2 separate regions of the Mus musculus genome follow, and region 2 is linked to region 1. The links are chromatin contacts, called in public promoter capture Hi-C maps. All regions are on one chromosome and are shown on one strand. Each heading gives the region's core, a stretch centred on a gene start, on an enhancer-like site or on the middle of the called end of the contact. The rest is flanking DNA. Distances are from core to core; before and after follow the strand shown.

Region 1 (6,682 bases), core at 2,592-5,091:
TTTCTTTTAGATTATATCTAATCATAATATTCTTGTAAATCTTGAGATTTCCATGACACTGCCAGGGTCTGAAAAGCATGCCTGAGGAGCACCAGCTCGGCAGAGCACCGGCTCCAGCAGAACACAGGCTCCAGCAGAGCACCAGCTCCAGCAGAGCACCAGCTCCAGCAGAGCACCAGCTCCGGCAGAGCACCAGCTCCAGCAGAACACAGGCTCCAGCAGAACACCAGCTCCGGCAGAGCACCAGCTCCGGCAGAGCACCAGCTCGGCAGAGCACCAGCTCCAGCAGAACACAGGCTCCAGCAGAGCCAGCAGAGCACCAGCTCCAGCAGAACACAGGCTCCAGCAGAACACAGGCTCCAGCAGAGCACCGGCTCCGGCAGAACACAGGCTCCAGCAGAACACCGGCTCCGGCAGAGCACCAGCTCCAGCAGAACACCGGCTCCGAGAGGCGTATTCTGATTCAATCTTATTGACCTGGTATCTCAAGTATCTGTCCTCCTCCAGGACTGGCTCCAAGGCTGGCACTGAACTCCTAATCCTCCTGCCTCTACCTTCTAATTGCTGGGGTTACTGGCATACATCACCATAACCAGCCACTTCCCAAAGATTTCAGACCTTTCCCCATTCAGATGAAGTTCCGTTTCCCCCAGAATCTGGCATTGAAAGGCTGGCCGGGACTAATGCAATCGTGACAAAGACATTAAGAGACGGGGCCGCCCAGCAAAGATGAGCAAGCCTTGAAATGAGTCAAGAATCATTTATGAGATGGATTCCTTCTGATTTATCACTCCCTCTATTGATGCTCTATCCCCTTGTACTTCAGAAAGAGGAATTTGTAGATAAGGCAGCTTCTGGGGTTTTGTTGTTGTTCTTGTTCTTGTTTTTTTAAAAGATTTATTTGTTTTATGGATATGAGTACACCATTACTCTCTTCAAGACATACCAGAAGAGGGAATCAGATCCCACTACATGTGGTTGCTGGGAATTGAACTGAGGGACCTCTGGAAGAGCAGTCGGTGCTCTTAACTGCTAAGCCATCTCTCCAGCCCCAGCTTGTTTTCAACTACTTTTTATTTTGAGATAGGGTTATTGAAGAGATAATTAAGGTCACTGAGGTCTGGGTGGGACCTAACCTCCTATTTCTGGTGTCCTTAGAAGAGAAAGAGGGGCTGGGGAGGTAGGTCAGGGCAAGGTTCTTACTTGCCTCCCATACATGAGGTCCTAGGTTCCATGCCTAGTACCCAAAGAAACAAACAATAAAAACCAACCAAAAGACAGCGCATAGGCCTCCATTTCTCCATAGGAACCATGTAAGGACACCGTAGCAGCTACTCATAGTCAGAAGGAGCACTAGAAATGCCATCTATCTGGCCAGGACTTTTACTGTCAAGGACTGAGAAAACCGTTGACCTATTTGGCATATGTTGACATATCTGGGAGGACTAAAGCATTTATATTAGCCACAGACTGTAAAGGCAATCAAAAGGTCTGTCTTCAAAGCTTTTCTCCCTCTCTCCCCACCTTGTGCTGAGGATTCAATCCAAGATCTTCTGCATACTAGAAAAGCGTTCTACCTCTGAGCTACACCTTGCACTTTGCTCTGTGAGCGAATCACTGGGAAACAGTTTCTTTGGGGGTGGGTGGGGCATTGAGACGCGATCTCTACACAAGCTCTGGCTGTCTGGAGCTTACTATGTAGACCAGGCTGGCCTTGAACTCACCTACCTCCGCCTCCTGGACAGCTGGGATTAATGGGGTGTACCACCATGCCCAGCTGGTAAATAACTTTAAAATACAGGGTAAATGAAGCCTATGCCTGGTGAGTCCCTTATATGAGGGAAAAGGAGGCTTCGTGGAAGAAATCCAACGGTCATGGCCTTTTTCCTTTTTTAGGGAGGTGGCCACATAAGCAATGAAGGCAGGGACTGAAGAGATGGCTCCCAGCTAAGAGGGATTAATTCTACTTACAGGTTTAGTTCCCAGCATCCACATGGTACCTTACAACAATCTGTTAACTCATTTCAGGGTATCTTTATACTCTCTTCTGGTATCTACAGGCACCCATCATACAAATGGTGCAGACATACATGCAAGCAAAATACATACATTAAAAAATTTTTTTGACAAAGGGGCTGGGTGTAGTGGTGCATACCTTTAATCCTAGCATTGAGGTAGAAGCAGGCAGAACTCGAGACAGTCTGGTCTACAGTGAATTCCAGGTCAGGGCTATGTAGAGATCCTGTGCCAATAAACAAACAAACAAACAAACAAACAAACAAAAATATTCAGAGGGCAAAAGACATGTTTTAGAGTTGAGGCATTAGCAAGACCCTTACTCTATGGCTTAGATCACCTGTTGAAGATGAAGTGCTGGGAGTGTTTTTCTAATATGTTCAAAGCCCTGGGTTTAATCTCCAGTACTACATAAACCAATGGTAATGTAGACCTGTAATCCCAGCATTTGAAAGTCAGACGCAAGAGGATTAAGAAGTATAAGGCCATATGAGCTCTCTTCAAAAAGTACAGTAAGACATGAACAGAAAAAGCTACTAAGATTCCAGCTCATTAAACGAGGAAAATACCTAATTAAAAAAAAAAGAGAAAAAAAAAGATTCCAGCTCATTATCTACTTAAAATTTCTGTTAAACTGGGCATGATGGCGTACACCTTTGATCCTAGGATTAAAGAAGCAAGCAAATCCCTAAGAGGCCAGGTCAGCCTGAGCTACAAAGCAAGTCTTGGGCTACTCAAGGCTATGTAGTGAAACCTTGTCTCAGAAACTACCAAAACCAAAGTACTACTCCACTCCTCTTTACTCTTGTTTTTCTGAAATTCTCTGAAATTTTCTGAAAAACAGGCTGCCCTTGAACTATCCTCCTGTCTCCCTAGTGTTGGGCTTACAGGCGCGAGCAATTCCGCTGGCTGTTCCTGTTTTACAGTATTTCCTGCGGGCACTTGCTCTTCCAGGACCTTGAGCTCAGTCCTTAGCACCTGCGGCAGGCAGCTCACAACTGCCTGTCACTCCAGCTCCAAGGGATCCTGTGACCTGATCCCTCTGCAGGCATCCTCACACAAGTGCCATTCACATCCCTCACAATTGTTTAAGGACTTCAGGAGCAGGAATCTGACCTAGAACTCACCCATCCCTAGTGACCAAGATAATCTAATTACAATGTAAGTTCAAAATTCTTCTTTGTGTCTCCAAGGGTGGGACTCCAAAATCCTTATGGCAGTCAATGCCAACATAAGTTATCTTTTCCTCCTGGTAGCCTTTCTAAAAGACAGACCAATGAGAGCTTGCAGTGGCTGGCCCATGAGGTAGGGTTTCCCTCGCCTTCCAACACTACTTTCTCGTTCAATGTTTCCCTAATCTGTTTAGTTCCTTATCTTATACACACAGCACCTTTAAAGAAACCAACTCCTCCAGCTCCCTTGACAGCAAGCCAGTGTCAGGAAAGTGGACTGTTGTTTCACTGCAATGAGAACAAAGTAAGAGATTTTTAAAAAGGACAGAGGAGATATTGCTTTAACTCACTGTCACACTTCATTTTAGGAATTAAGTCCAACCAAATACTGAATAATAATAATAATAGACCTATTCAGTAAAACTTGTTAAACTTTTCATAAAAAACAAAACAACAAAATCATAAAACCCTAGACTGCCGTTCCAGAGTCTCTGCATGCTTTGGTCGATTTACTGTGTGTTAAGAAAACGGTAGAGAGAGTGAGTCCTTTGTACTTTGGCCCTTCGACTGTTTACCAGTTACATTTGTGTGTTTATGGGTGTGTCCATGTGCCACACGCATGACGAGGCCAACATGCAGCAGTCAGTTCTCTCTCTGCATGCGCCTGGAGGGTTCAACTCAGGCCACCAGGCCTGACAGTCCTCGAGCTGAGTCACTGGCTCTAACCTCTCTTCTTTTTAATTTTTAGAAACTTATTTTGGGGGGGCATGACATGGCCTAAGCATAGGAAGTCAGAGGGCAGTGTTGGAGAGTTGGTTGTCTTATTAGATGCTGGTTGCCAGGAATGTAAGGCAAATGCCTTTATCAACTGAGCCATCTCTCCAGCCCCCATAGCCCTTGACATCACTTTGCAAACTAAAAGTCAACTGCAGGGTTTGGGATGCAGCTTAGCACCACACTCTGGGTTTAGTCTCTAGCACATGAACCTGACCTGGTTCATGTCTTCCATCTAAGCACTTGGGTGGTAGAGGCAGGAGAATCAGGAAAGCTTAAGGTCGGCCTGAGCTACACAAGACGGTCTACAAATCGTTGCGTTTGAGCAGATGGCCTTGAAAGCTAGCAGTAACCTTTCTCTGTAGCTTTAGCTTAAGAATGGGTCCCCAGGAACATTTAACCTTAGTTTTATCTACTAAGCATTCACATCGGAGCCCATGCACTTTCTGCTGTTAACTGCCAAATTCAAGGGCATCACATGTTAAAAGCCACAGAATTATTCAGACAAAATGAAGCATTAGCTTCAGAGCAGGATCACAGGAGTCTGATCCAAGTAACTCAAGCTTCCAGTGTAAACTGTAGTTACTAAACTTTAGCTTCTCCCTATGGGAGCTTGTGAGACTGGCAGGGATGAGAACGCACATGTAGCCATGAGAGTCAACTGTTAAGGTCAGAACCTCACTGATTGTAGTCTTTTTCTTTTTTGGCCTAGAACTCAGAGCTCCGTCTGCCTTTGGTATGTGCCACCACATCTGGCCTAATCTTGAAAACTTGTAAACTAAAACTATCCCCATACTTTTGAGCAGAGCCAAGCTGCAACATCTGGTCCACTACCGTTAAGATGTGTATGAAAAATGTCCAACTTGATAGACTCTGGGGGAAAGACAGCTCAGGTTGGACAGAGGCCTCACATGGAGCAGGCAAGTGGGCCACTGCTAAGCTACAGCCTCAGTCTGGGGACTATTAGGCTACTATTAGGTAGAAACTTCTGTTCTCTGGCTGCTAACAATTAATGTGTTTTTGTAACAGTAAGAAGTCAACATACACACTGAAAAACCCTGTACTCTCCTAAATATTTTCTTTCATCATCATGCTTGAAAATTCTCAATCATTGGATATTAAGATCACTTTTAGATCTGCCCTCCTTTAAAACAATAGCATCACTTGAGTTATAATGATAAGAACTAAGGATTTCCTATATCAGTTTTATTTAAAACACAAATAAGTATTTCTCTTTCGTTAATGGCAAATGGTTCAAATAATGTTGAACACAAATCATTGACTAATACAGGGCATTAAATATGAACAGACCTTTTTTTTTTTTTAAAGCAAAATAATAGAGGTTATATACAAAAGAGGCCTACAACCTATAGGCCAATTCAAAACAGGAGATGTGTTTATAAAATGTGTGGTGAAACCAGAACCTTCCACCTCTGCTTTGGAGAAGGGCTATCATACAACATTCAGTCAGCTGAAGATGGATCGGTACAAGCGTCTATACAGAAACTTCAAGTCATTTTTGCATGTGCAGAATCATCCAGATCTTCCCAGACTGAACTGGCAGTCCTGTGGCTTTCTTCCTTTTCCATATTCCCAACAAGGCTACATGAACTTCAACTCTTGATGAGCCGCTTACAACAGCAGTTCCTTAGGAGCCAACATGACAGGTGGTCCAGGATTTCCCTATGAGAAACAAACTGGCCACCTACAGAAAGTATCACAATGAACAAGTCTTTTCTTTCCTTCTTCCAATTCTGTACAGTGTCTCCTTTCAAGACTATTATCCTCATCAGACTTGTTCCTTCACAAGTCTAAACCTTGAGGTGATGTGAAGAGGACCAACATTAAGAAAAGAAAACTCAATCCAGAAGTGAAGAAACTGGAGGTATCCAATACACCCCAGAGCATCTTGCCATCCCTGACAGTACAGCCCAGTGTACTGCTACAGTCTGTAGATCAATACTGGCAGCTTGAGGTCCACCCCCCCATGGTTAAAGCATATCAAATAAATACTAGGCAAGGAGTTTCCTGGGAGAGTTAGAAATTAAAAAAATTTACCAATTTTCTGTCTCTGTGATAATTCAATGCCAGTAAGAGAAAGGTATTGAAGGGACAATTTTCATACTAAAAAAAGAATTTCCCTAGTCATGTCACCATCTCTTATAAAGAATCCAGGGAATCCCAGAAATAGAAAATTAGTTTCAGGGGACCCCTGAGGCACTTTAAAGCCTTTAAAAAATTACAGTAATAATAAATTAGCTATTGCTCTTCAGAGGCTCACGGAACAGCTAACACAACAGGACCAGGTCCAGAGTTAGGTCCGTATCTCAGGTTCTCGAGCTGCCCGGCCCTCTTTAAAGCTTAGACGAATTTCCAAATACAAGACATACAATTTAACACAGACTGAGTGGGTCTTTTGTTTAGTGGTAGCATGACATTTGGTCCACAATGGTTAGCAGCTGTCTTCATTTTTAAACTCTGATAAAATTAAGACAATACATAAATAAATAGAGCAGGGAAGCTAGCCCACACTAACAAACACCTCGAGGACCACTGAGTTCTCGTGCACCGTTTCATTTGGAGCTCAGTCTCAGGTGGAGAGAAGGGCATTACAGAACTTTCTTCTCAAAGATGCTCAACAATGGCAGCAAGTGGACAAAACAGTTATTTATCAAGGGATGTAAAAGATCCGACCCCAGGGAGTCCAGGACACACAGGTA
Region 2 (6,682 bases), core at 1,252-3,751, 620 kb after region 1:
AACGTGCTTAAACGTGACCAAAGGGAGGACTACCGGTGCCCAGGCCTGCCCAGGCACACTGCCAAGGGAGGCCAGAGGCCCCAGGTTCCAGATAGGGGAAGGAGGAAGCTGCATAAAACAGCAGGTGCTGAAGATGGCTAAAGCTCACCCTTAGAGAACCTACTGGTGACAAGAATTCAAAGAAGGGGGAAACACACTCAAAAGAGTGTCCCAGCAGAGCCAGTTCCTGGCAGGGTGCCCAGGCACTTGCTGGCATTTGGTGACCCAGGCAGTGCCTGGTGCCAAGATTATGGCTTGGTAGGCCTGGGCAGGGATCCTCAAGGGAGATGGACCCCCCACTATGAGGGGTGTCACCATTAGGCTTCCCACCCTGAGCTGCCTAGAAACAGCAAAAGCATCTCCGCAGGCAACAGCCAGAACAGGAAGGGCAACACCAGCCTGCTCCCTGCCTCAGGGGAGGCTGGGCAGAGGCAACTAGCCCTCTGGGCTCAGCAGGACAGCGCGGAGGGTGGAGTTGGCTGGTACAGAAACATTTGCCGAACAAGTGAGCTAAACAGTGCCTTCTGGAAGCCAGCTTGGTCTGGTCCGAGAAGCAGCAGCACCCTGGGTCCTGGTGTGCCACCCTCTGCATGTCCTCATCTCTCTCCTGAAGCTTTTCTCTCCTCCTTTCCCAGTCCGGTGGAACCCAGATCATTCACAAGCCTATACTGGCTGTCCCTTGTCTTGCCAGCCCTTCCAAATGTTCCAGTCCCACTCCAGGCCCGACCTCACCTGCTCCCTCAGACTCTCTGGTTGCAGAGGCTCCAGGTCCCTGCACTGAGGTCATGGGCACTGTCAGGATGGTAATTCTCTGACACCCAGCCCCTCCTGTTTCTCTCACTGCAGCTCTGCTGAACATCCCCATACAGAGCCCAGGAAGGCACTTTGGGCTGGGATCCAAATGCCCGGAGAATACCTGGCTGACTAGGAGGCTTATGTGTGCTGACTTTCATCTTCTCTTGCTCATCCCCAAGCCCCACACAGGGTTGCACAGAGTACCTTGGGCTGCTATGAACTCACCGGAGAGGGATCTTGACTCGGAGGTACCGATCCACAGCAATAGCAAGCAGAGCCAGGATGGAGCTCTGGGTGAGGATGAGGACAGGACAGGCCACCATGAGGCAGGTGTGGAAGTAGGTCTGTGGCCCAATGTTGATAAGGATGGCCAGTGGGATGACCAGGGCGCCAACAGCCACATCAGCTACCGCCAGGGATACGATGAAGCAGAAGGTAGCATCGCGAAGTGCCTGGTTCACCTTCACAGCCCAAATCACCAGTACATTTCCGGGCACAGAGACCAAGGCAATGAGCACCTCGATGCCAATGTAGGCAGCCTGGAAGGCCGAGATGTACGGCGGCATGGTGGGCAGGAGCTGGGCACATCAGCAGACAGGCGCCCTGGGGCGCGAGGCCAGCACCTGTGGTCAGGAAGCCTGCGGTGGGGATGCCAGCCTGGGAAGGAGGGGGACATAGGCAGCCCTGCGAAGATGTGCCCCAGTAAAGTGATGCAGTGCCTGCCCAAGCTGGCCAGACACTCAGGCTCACTATCTGCTTAACCTCTGTCCCCTCCCCTTGTCCTTAGAGGTTCCATTCAGCAACTTAAAATAGCAGCACTCACTCCACCACTGGTTTTTGTATCAGGTGTGAGGTGGCTCCCTGTACACTTACTCCACAAGGATCCCCTGTGAATCCACAGTGCCCACAGGTGTCCGCCGACCCGGAGGCAAGGAGCTCACCATCCTGCCTGCCAACCGGTAGGGGGTCCCAAAGGCGTTGCCCTAAGTTCCCCGGGCGGCTTTCCGGAGCCGCGCCGGGCAGGGTTGGGTTCTGGGCACCGCGCGCGCATCGGCTCATCGTTCTCCAGGCTCCCGCCGCTGCGCTCCCAGCCCGGCCTTTCAAGCAATCACATGGTGTGGCAGAGGCTCAGCCCCGGACGCCTTTAAAGAGGTAGTGCCCCTGTTTCGTACCTGGGACTGGATGGCAGGCGTGATTCTGAGGGACTAAGCCCAGGACCTGGCGGGTCCACCGGCTCCCATTCCCCGCGTGCGCGCACGCCTACCCTGTGCCCACCCACCTGGGACGCCGCTGGTGCCCGATTCTTAACAGAAGCCTGGTCCAGCTCCAGCTCTGCCCAGAATCCTTACCCATCGACTGCCCCAAGGGGGACACCCCAGTCATTTCATCCACCCCTTTCCTGCACACTCATGATGCACGAACTGAGCCACAGACTTACCCAAGGTCACACCAAAGCTGGCAGAGCGCCTGGCCACCTGAACTGTCTAGCCAAGTATCCCCAGACCTCAAAACCTTGGGCAGTCGCTCCCTCAGAGGATGCCAGGGGAACCCAGGGCTAGCCAGTTATGTCCAAGGGGTGGTAGCCAGCCGAGACTCCACTCTGGCGCCGGCGCCTTCGTCGCCCCCGGCGCGGGAGCTGAGTGACAATCGGGCTCCGCACACCGGGAGGGGGAGGGGGCGGGGGCGGGGGCGGCGGCGGCACCCGCGGGCCCCTCCCTCGTCGCCCTCCGTCTCCTCCCCTACCCCCTCCTCTAAACAAAGGAAGTGATTCAGTGTGAGAAAAGCTGGGAAAACGTGAGCGTCTCGAATGGTGTGATGTATGGATCCGGCCTCGGGACAGGGACAGTACCGAGGTGCCGATTCCCGTGTTCCCTCTTTCCCTTACTCCCTCCCTCCCTTCTCAATGCAGCAGGCGGACAGCCCAAGCCCTAATCACCTGCGGGACTCAAGAGGGCCCCTCTCTGGTCTCCCACCGCCACCAACCATTGGCATCTGGGCGCCTCCCCTAATCTTAAAACCTACTCTCTTCAGGAAAGCAGTCCCAGCACTGTCAGGAGCGCACAGGCTTCCCGCACACACGTTACTTTGCAGGCAGTCTCCTGAGTCATAGCCCTTTCTCATCCATCGCTCAGAGTGCTTTTCAGGCTCTTCGTAATTTCCATTTTGCAGATGAGGATGCTGAGGCTCAGAGAAATGACCCCCACTGTCAGTGTTACACTACTATGCTCCTTCCCCTCCCCCTCCTCCTCCTTCTCCTTCTCCTTTCTGCCCCAGCACCTAAGACTACACAGTATCTAGTCCAATCCCTTGTGCTCCAGAAAAAGATTCAGGCTGGGAAATGAAAGGAACTTGCCAAAGACTAACACACTGAAGCACCAGCACAGTGCCCTTCCCACAGTGCCCTCCCCACCTCGCCCTCCCCCACAGTGTCCCTGGCCCTCACTTCATCACTGGCTCACGCACAGCCCCAAGCCTTCCCTCTCAGTGCCTTATAGAGAGATCCCACCCTGAGAAATCCTGTTTGTTGGTCAAGGGTCTGCACTGTACAGTAGCTGGGTGAGTCAGGCTAGGGGAAACCCTACAACCTGCTGCCCCCTTGCTGGATCCCAGCTGAGGAGAAGGGCTCTGCCCACAGGAGGGAGAGCAACTTCTGCTGGGGTGTGCTGCAGGAGCACAGGAAGGAGCAGTTTCCTCTGGAACCTGGGTGGCTGGGAGGAAGGGTGGGAGCTATTCGGTTTTCTCCAGAGAAAGAAGCCCAATGAGGGGAGGACACTTCCAGGAGACCCAGGGCTTCACTTCCACTTCCACCCTCAGACAACAGGGGACTGTGAGTTTGATGACAAAAGATCAGCTCATCCATGACAGGCATCCTTCCTGCCTACCTCCCATTCCTCCCTACTCCTAAGAGCAAGCTGCCATCCTGCCCCTGCCCATACCATGCGACATGAGGCTGAGATCTGCATGGCATCTGTGCCTCTTGGCTCTTTCTTTCCTTGACTCAGGGCCTTTAAGGCATAAAGCCTTTCACATAATTAATTTTAATTTTTTAAGACAAAGACTTGCTATGTAGCTCAGGTTGGCCTCGAACTCAGTCATTTTAGCTGTCTCATTCCAATACTGGAATGATAGACACAATCCAGCACGGTGTTAGGCAAAGTGAGTTTTTCGTTGGTTGGTTGGTTGGTTGGTTGGCTTGGTGCTGAGGAATGGAACTCAGGACTCTTGTGTGCTAGCCTTGCATTCTGCAGCTGAATTATATCTGTGATCCTCTTTTAAGTCTTGATTTGCTTCTTGTCAGCCCTATGGCAAGTTCACCATGGGGCCAGCCAGTGGCCTCAGGGAGAGGAGGACACTGTGGGAGGACCAAGGCTGAGCAGGAAGACCCAAGGGACTGGATGGACCCTGTGCCAAACGTGATTGCTGTTTTTCACACATGCCCCGACCCCTGACTAGATGAACCTCCTACCATGGCCATTTGACTCCCTACACACAGCACACGCACACGAATTTCGCTGCCTCCAGCAGAGTCCTAGTCTGATGGCAGCTCCATCAGGAATGATACCTAGAAGGTATGGGATCCGCACAGGCTGGTTGAAGGAGAGTTTGATACAGAGTGCTTATAAAAGGACAAGCAAGAGGCCAACAAGGTAGAGGTTGGGTGAATGAGTTTATTGCTGAGCCGGACAACCTGAGATCAATCCTCAAGTTCCACAATATGGAAGAGGAGAACTGTCTGTCAAGGGCTGTCTGTCTCCTGACCTCCATATGTGCACTGTGGCACTCCCACACACATAGACACATGCACTAAATAAATAAAATGTAATAGACTTAAAAAAAAAAAAAAAAGCAGGCAGTGCCAGGCCAATGGGGAGAAGGGGAGGAAAGGAGAGTCCAAAGTTCAAAATGCTGAAATCTGCCCCGTGCTGATAGTGGAGCTATGTTGGGACCAAATCCCACAGGTACCAGGCTTGAGCGCTCTTAAAGGTACCCAAAAGAAAAGCTTTTTACTAAGCATGTGACTCTGAGGCAAAATGATGTCACAGGAAATGAAAAGACCCCAAGGCCTGCTCTCTGCACAATTTCCTCTCAGCCTTGTCTTTTGCCTTCCAAGACCCCTGTCTCTGATTTCTCTGCTGGTACCCTTAGTTCTCCACAGTGGGCCTGAGGAATGTGGAAGAGAGGACAGAGGTGGAAACACACTGGGGTAGCCCTGTTCAGCAGTCCTGAGCCTTCACCTTTCCAGAGGCCTCCACATTGTCCCCAAACTCCCCAGGAGCCTGCCCACCCCTTTGAGCCCCAATGAGGAGAGAATGGCTGGGTGTCAAGGTTTGGGTCCATTCCTAGAGAACAGAAGAGGTCTTAAGATTCTCCTCTGAAGCTAGGCATGACAGTACATGCCTGTTTTCTCAGCTCTAAGAAGGCATAGGCAGGAGGTTCAGGAGTTCAAGACCAGCCTGGGTTATACCTTGAGTTTCCGGCCAGCCTGAGCTACATAATGAGACCCTGCCTCAACCAAACTAAAAACCTCGTCTGAGCCTGGGGGTTTAGTCCAATAGATAGTAAAGTGCTGGCTTAGAATGCAGGCAGTCCTCCGTTCCATTCCTTGTGCCAGAAAGGAAGGGAGGGAGGGAGGGAGGGAGGGAGGGAGGGAGGGAGGGAGGGAGGGGGAGAGAGAGAGAGAGAGAGAGAGAGAGAGAGAGAGAGAGAGAGAGAGAAAGAGAGAAAGAGAGAAAGAAAGAAAGAAAGAAAGAAAGAAAGAAAGAAAGAAAGAAAGAAAGAAAGAAAGAAAGAAAGAAAGAAAGAAAGAAAACAAGCCCTTTTTCTTCCAGCAGGCAGTTTATTCTGGTTCCTATGTCATGGTTATTCTGGGCACTGCAAGCACAAGGAGACCTGAATAAGAACCGGAAGTCAGGACAGAAAGGCTGCAGGTTAGCAGGGGAATGTACCACCCCCTCCAGTTCTGTCCATCCCAGCGTGACTTCCTGGAAGCTCCGTTCTTTTCCTATCCCACACTGCTCTGCCTTTGAAGACCAGAAATGTAGGTCTCTTCCTTTTTCTCTCCCCTTTCCAGCTCCTTCTCCCAGGTCTGAAAGTCTGCAAAGGGGACACCCCAAGTCTATGGGAGCCTGTGTCTGTGTGGGATGGGAACATGGGCACAGGATATGTGGGCCATTTAGTTCTGCTCACTCTGGATGGCACCAACTGTTTCTAAATCCTGGAGGAAGGAACTGAGGTTTCTTTTTAACCACATTGTCATCTTCCATTCACCTCATTCTACTCAGCGACAATTAAGAAGCAAGCCCCTTCTGGGTATCCGAGGGCAAGCCGAGATAAGAAGGCAGGGAGCCCCAGGAAAAGCTCACAGTCACAGACATGAGCACAAATGACCCCATATGCAGTGCTCTCTGGGAGGACGAGGATGTGCTGCTGACCTCTGACCTCCGTGTTTCCCACATCCAGCTGAGCTTCAGCAAGGCTGGAACAGCCAAGGCTGTGGAGGGAAAGGAGGCCACACCCTCTTGTGTGGGGATCTAGAAACACTAAGGACACCTAAGGACTTGGCAGAAGAGCCTCAGGTTGAGGGAGGGGGATCCGGGTTTGTGGGGGCAGTGTATGTCTTGGAGAGCCATTTCTGCTTTAAGCAGAATTCTCTGCTTTACATATGGGTTGGTTGGTTGTGTGTATGACTTTGTTTGAACATAGATTGTATTGGCCATGTGAAAAAAAATGGATATCTGAGCTTTAACCTAATGTTTCCATGGATAAACCAGGGACATGAAACCCAGAAAGGGAGTAAACTTACCCAGTCTTCCCTGTTAGGGCTGGGAACTGAGGCCTGGGCAGGAGC

Evidence for each region. Promoter capture Hi-C pulls out the DNA fragments that hold promoters and counts their contacts.
Region 2: a contact with region 1 is called in a promoter capture Hi-C map of liver, with 5 times the contacts expected there. The contact joins the promoter of Adora1 here to the enhancer-like site in region 1. A contact is called at or near these places in 4 of 39 promoter capture datasets (liver, pre-B cells and stem cell-derived epiblast-like cells).

Annotation. Positions count from the first base shown.
Region 1 is chr1:133,614,715-133,621,396 of GRCm38.p6, forward strand. It overlaps Zc3h11a (zinc finger CCCH type containing 11A), which reads right to left. Exons shown (of 18, transcript NM_001276767.1): 18 at 5,157-6,682. Among named protein-coding and RNA genes, the nearest start is that of Snrpe, 7.8 kb to the left of the region's middle. Within about 2 kb of position 3,842, at least 21 of the 459 cell types and tissues checked have an H3K27ac peak or open chromatin away from gene starts, as enhancers often do. A contact at or near this core is called in liver, where this site is marked.
Region 2 is chr1:134,232,956-134,239,637 of GRCm38.p6, forward strand. Adora1 (adenosine A1 receptor) reads right to left here and starts at 2,502. Exons shown (of 2, transcript NM_001008533.3): 1 at 1,060-2,502. The coding sequence starts at 1,400.